2 separate regions of the Gasterosteus aculeatus genome follow, and region 1 is linked to region 2. The links are chromatin contacts, called in public Hi-C maps. All regions are on one chromosome and are shown on one strand. The core of a region is the stretch at or near the end of the contact, and the rest is flanking DNA. Distances in the headings are between cores, read along the strand shown.

Region 1 (3,073 bases), core at 4-2,503, 81 kb after region 2:
CTCGATACTGCCAAACTCGCCCGTTTCCTCCGAAAGGGGAAGCTACACTGCAGACCGGGTAAAGGTTGCGTTGCGCATTGTGTGCACTGTGAGCGGACGCAGATCCTTTAGTGACAGGATGAGATTGAGACGCCTCGTCACTTTAAGAGACGTCTATTGTTCGTAAGCAGAAAGCGGGGACAGGGCCGGGCAGCGTGGGCAGGTCATTCCACCCCCCCCCCCCGGCGCCCGTGAGCTACGGTGACAAAGCCGCTGCCGGGTTTGTGTGTGGACGCATTCCTCATGTCGCAGTGTTTACCTTTCGGGCTCTGCGTTATCTCCGTCGCGCTGCGAGCAAAACAAACTGGTTTCTGGAGGCGGCTCCGGGGGCCGCGAGCGTGGGAGACGCACAGGAAGCGGTGGGCGACCAGCAAACTGTATTTCCCCTTCCTGTCTGTGTCCACCCGCCCTGCCTGCTCGCCCTTTGGCTATTAATGTAACTCCCAGCTACCCACCACACGCCCACATGGCCACTGGGAGCTGGCGTGCAACAGAACTGAGAGCGCCTACGGACACAAACGCGCACACGGGTCCCTGCGAGTTACGCGGGTTTAAATAGTCAGTAGCCGAACGACGTTGGCCGTTTGTGGCCTCGTGGTTTGGCTTTTACATCTTTGCAGTACGCGTGAGAGGGGCAGACAGAAGCAGGTGTGCCAGGGGGCAGATTGACAACCCCCCCCTCAACGCTGTAAAAATCAGAGGTTTCTAAAAATCTGAGGGAAACCTGGCGCTCGGAGACACTACCGCTTTTCTCCACAGGGGGCGCCAGACTCCACACAGAATCACAGTAGTTCGTCGTAGTGGCTTTAAGTAGCTGCACCTGCCGCTGCGCACAAAATGGCCCGTGTGAAACACGCACTCTCGCCGCCACACACATCACAGATGTACCGCCGAGGGTTATTCTGAAAGAAATGATTGTTGATTCATCTTCGCTGCCTCCTTCAAGTGAGCCTTTTTTTTTTTTTTTTCTTCTTCTTCTCTTCCTTTTGTAAAAGTGGGCTTCAAAGTGGGCAGACAAATTTAGCACCTCAGCTGCGCACTTGCAATCTCTCCATCTCTTCCGCTCTTTGTTCAATTTACCACTTGCACGCCTGGCACACACACACACACCCCACACACACACACACACACACACACACACACACACACACACACACACACACACGTGTTCCATGCAGCCCTTATCTCCTCCCCTCGGTCATCCGGCTGATCAGTGGGGACACAGAGAAGACACACTGGCATGAATCAGAGTGAATCATAGCGCCCCGATGAGAGGTGTTGTGCATTTAACCAGGACACAGACTATGTGTGACGGCCTGGGCGTGCCCGCTCTCATTATGGGCCACGCAGGATGCTGACAATGAGCGGCGGGCAGATGAGGGGGTGGTGACTCCTTTTAAATGCCAGCTATGTACCTTCTCATTCAGCCGGTCTGCATCAGATATTTAGAGCAGGGTGAACTCCAACGGTAGGAGGAAAAATTATATATATATATATATTTTATAAAGACGCGGTGATTAAATGAGGGAGCACCTCATTACCGCGCGAGAAAAGTGATCTTTTTTTTTTAGGACCCTCGGCCCCGCTGATTCAAACATAGAGGATTGATTGTTTCTGTGCACAATTCCTCTTCGCTGATTGCGTCTCGACGAGAAAAATACAACTTCTACAACATGACAAGGAAGCCTCCCTCCCATACAGACCTCGGCCTAATACGCTTGTTAAAGTCTAATTAGCGTAGCAAGTAGCTGCAAGATAAATAAACATAATTATCATATCAAATACGTTCAGTGTTTGAGGAGGGAGGGGGGGGGGGTGATCGACTAATTTGACAAACACTTTGTTCTTCAGTTTTCTTTGGGCTCGTCTTCTCTCCCCGCATGCCAATCACGCTCGATGCTTCACACGATCAGGACGGGAAGTCGGCATGTGCAGGCGCATCCATCCACGGCAACATTCAAAACGCACGCCGCCTGATCCCCGGAGCAGCAACGCACCGAAAACAACAACGCCACAACCCTTTACCCCCGTCGTCCCCCACATTGAAATTGCCAACCGGCACGGTGGAGAGCAGATTTCAGGTGAAGCAGCTCCGAGAGGCAATCAGCGCCTGAACAATTACATCTGGTGCATTGATTGCGTATTGATTGAGGGTCACCAGACACCTGACTGGAATATGCAGACGCTCACGTTGCATATTCCACACACACACACACACACACGCACACGCACACGCCTGCTCAGCCTGGCAACAAATATGATGAGGACGAGGTACGGAGGGAGGGGACACGACACGGGGGCCTCGCTCCGTTTTTTCCTGTTCCGCAGAGAGAAGAAAAGAGGGATGATTTCATTAGCAGCCGACATGTAGGCTCATGCCGCACGGCTTTACCCGACCGACCGTTGTCATGGCAGCAGCTTGTCATGGGGGAGGTGGGGGGGGGGGACACACCCACCGCAACCTGCGTTACAGCGTTGGTGCGTAGGGGTGTGTTTTTCCTTGGGAAATGACAGGCGAGGCCGGCGTCCTCGGGACAACGCAACGCAACAACGTCCCGCAGCTGCTGCTCTGTCTGGTAAACTGGGAGGGGACGTTTCCTTGTCTCGTCCTCGAGGACCCTTTTCAGTGTTGTTGTTTTTTTTACACGTCTTCACTCGCAGGGGTCACCCAGAGGAGCGAACCCTCGCCGGCTTCACGGGGGGGGGGGGGGTTTTGATTACGATCCACCTGTTAACGCATGGCGGCGTGTCCCGTCCGCAGACATGAATCCCTCTCCGGTGCATCAATCTTCATCAGGCTCTTCATCAGAGCAGCTGTGAGACAGCGCACTTGATGTGAGCGTGCACTGCGTCAACGGACCCATGGCCCTTCTGCCGGGACCCTCGGAGACTCTCACACACAGAGCGAATTGGGCCTTATTCCGTATTCCCCCCCCCCCAGTATCACATCTGGGTTTCATTATATCAGTAGCTGCTTGGGGGGAGTTTCATCGTGAACAAAAAAACTGCCCTACGCTGCTAATATGTGATGTGA
Region 2 (3,041 bases), core at 18-2,517:
CGACTGTTGGTGGTGGGCAAAGATGGGAACCTTTGTCCGCTCGCTCGTGGAGTCTCTGGGAGATGTTTCTTTTCGAACACACTCTGCTTTCTGTCACGTACACACACACACACACACACACACACACACACACACACACACACAAGGAGGATTCAGTTCTCAGGCAGCCTGATAACACGCGTCCACTGCACATTGTGTGTCTCTGTAATCAAGACAGAGAGTGCTGGTCCTGGAGGTGGGAGGACGTTGGGGGGGGGGGGGAGTTCTCGCCCGGTGCCTGGTGACATGCGTTGCACAACATCCCTCTTGTCCTTGAGGTGAACCACACGGTGATGATTATCACACATCAGAGTTACATGGACGCGATGGCAACGCTGCCGGTGTGATGTCGGCGGCGTCAGCGACGCGCTCTGAAACGCGCAAGTAAAGCCGCATGACGGGCCAATGGCACTGATCGTAACGCCAAAATGAAATGATAATGAACTGCGCCAATAGTCATAACACATTGTATAATTACTTTTTAAGTCAAGTGTCACTTGTAACTCACTGACATTGCTGTTCGACATTTATGGGATAATTGCAACATTGTACTTTTTATTTTAATGCATCATGTTACAATGCAATATGTGATTATGCAGTTAGAGTGAATAAAACTAATTTAAATATTATGGATTATTTTCTTTATAAGTCATTATAACATGTTTTATAATTTACTGCAATAATAATAATTTTTGGTCATAATTAATAATAATAATAATAATAATAAAAAAATAATAATCTCTATAAACATTCCCGTTTGTTGTCAGAGGCGTTTTCAGAGTTTCCCCGAAAACACAAACTGCAACCAAACGTTTTGTTTACCGATCGGACGTTTCCGTCTCCATGGAGCCTGTTTACCTGCGCTGTTGCTCGGTGACGTTTCCCCCCCCCCCCCCCCCCCCCCCCTTTATGTCGTCAGGGATGGCCACGCCCCTCACACCGCACACCGTCTGTTAAGGTAGTAGAAAACAACACCGGCGGGTGCAGGGGGAGGGAGGGGGGGGGGTCGCCTTTTAGATTCCCCCCCCCCCCCCCCCTCCAACACCATCAGCAGGGCCCCCGCGCGGAGAGCCGGGGGCGCATTGGCACAGTTTCGGGAGTTCATCTGTATCTATTGCTTCTCGGAGGTGTCACCACCCCCCCCCCACCGTGATAGAAGCGTGGCCACCTTAAATGGAATGCTGACATAACGAGAGGCATTAGTCCCCGCCCCCATCCGAGAGGACTACATGAAAGAAGTGTCTCACCTTCCCGTGCGCAGCTCACAACCGAGACGCACACCGGCGCGCACACAGCGCACAGGACCGTAACCGCACGGTGGATATTCGAGTGTTTGGATTTATCGCAGAGATCTTTCTTCGGTTTTTTTGGTTTGTTTCTGTCACCGCTGGTTGTTTATGTTTACATGCCAAAGCTGGGGAAACACACCGCAACACGACACACTTTCGCGCGGAGCTTTAAAGTTATCGCCACGATAATTGGTAAGTGCGTTTAAATATGAAATCCAGTTCATTTTGTTTCATTTTGCTGTCATCGCGTGTGCGTGTGTGTATGTGTTCATTTGAACCGGTTAACCGCGTTACCCGTCCGCGGTATCGTGTCAGTGGGTTAGGAAATTGATTAGGAGACCAGCAGTCAATCGCGGATCGATAAAAGCGCGTTGTCGAGTGATTGGATGAGCCACCTTCCATGTAAATGTCGTGGACATGATTAGCTTAATAAGGCCCGGTATCGACGACGGGAGAATGTCACCGTTACTGTAAATTATCTTTAGTGTGTGTGACAGTAAGTCGTTGCTGATGTCCGCTGTTTTTAGCAGCGCAATAACGACCTTTATTACATGGAACCGCAGCGGGGACAACATGCCCAGAGTATAATATGCTCATTTTATGGCTTTGCTCGGAAGAAAAAATGAGTCATATTTCTGACGGGTGAAATGTTTGCTGTAATGTCCGAATTGCATTGTGCAAAAGTTGCAAAAACTTGCAAGTTGTTTTATTGTCGAAGTTCCTCATTTGGCCGCTGGGTGGCGACCGAGTATCTCCTTTACCACGTTAGAGCCCCTAGCACTCTTTTTAGACACAATTTGGGAACGATCACCAATCCGTCCCTTTGTACACGTCTATGTTCCTGTACAACGTTTTTATCCAGGATCAAGAGAAAAACATCTACGGTGCGTGTTTCATATGCACGCATATTATTTCCCCTTTTAAATGCCAACCTCTGTGTGTGCTTCTGGCCTGCTGTGCAGCCTACTATCAGTTTACAGGCATCCTGGTAATATATGGCATATAACCATAACCATAGCATTCACTGGTTAGTCATTACGCCGGACCTAATGGATCGACTTCCTTAGAAATAATAATTAACAGCGAGCGAGTTTTTTAAAGGACCGCGGGCCTCAGTTTAGGCGCCGCTGCTGCGCGCGGCTCATATTTTCGTCCTCCGCCGTAATTTATTATGAATGGCCTAAACTCGCCTGCCCTCCACGTGGGTGTGGATACCTCCTCGCCATTGGCTGAACCCGGCAGCGTTCTCACGGAGCTGTGCCGTGATTGGCCCGGGGGGGGCGCGGCCGTCGGCGCTGTGGGCGTGTTTCTATCGCCGGTGCGAGTGTGATACTTTGTGGACAACGTTCATCGTCGATATTTCACTGGAGCCGCCGCGGGGACGAGTGCGCAGTGGAGAGCCTCTCTCTCCCCCTATCTCTCTCTCTCTCTTTCTCTCCCCCCCCCTCTCTCTCCACTGACCGTATGAGGCGTCGCAGCTCGCGGACCGTCGAAAATAAAAGCTCACTAAACACCGAGAGGAATTTATATTCTTTTTTTTTTTCTTACATTTTTACGTGCCCGTTTTTTGGAAAGGAACCCGTGTGCGTAAATGAGCGTCCGTGGCGTGTTTGCTGACAACATACTCGCGTCTCCGCCGGGCATTTACCCGTTTATGTAGCATTCAGGAAGACTCTCGCTTGCAACAAAGAAGCAGCAGCAGCAGAAGAAGAA

What was found. A called contact is a pair of places that touch in the nucleus more often than the background predicts.
Region 1: a Hi-C map of liver shows a contact between it and region 2, with 4 times the contacts expected there. The contact joins the enhancer-like site here to the promoter of midn in region 2. A contact is called at or near these places in 5 of 6 Hi-C or Micro-C datasets (blood and trunk muscle, liver, skeletal muscle and 2 more).

The regions. Positions count from the first base shown.
Region 1 is chr8:19,943,553-19,946,625 of fGasAcu3.hap1.1, forward strand. No RefSeq gene overlaps it. Among protein-coding and RNA genes, the nearest start is that of LOC120823382, 10 kb to the right of the region's middle. Within about 2 kb of position 1,254, at least 4 of the 9 cell types and tissues checked have open chromatin away from gene starts, as enhancers often do. A contact at or near this core is called in liver, where this site is marked.
Region 2 is chr8:19,862,100-19,865,140 of fGasAcu3.hap1.1, forward strand. It overlaps midn (midnolin), which reads left to right and starts at 1,268. Exons shown (of 8, transcript XM_040184848.2): 1 at 1,268-1,520. The coding sequence starts at 1,445.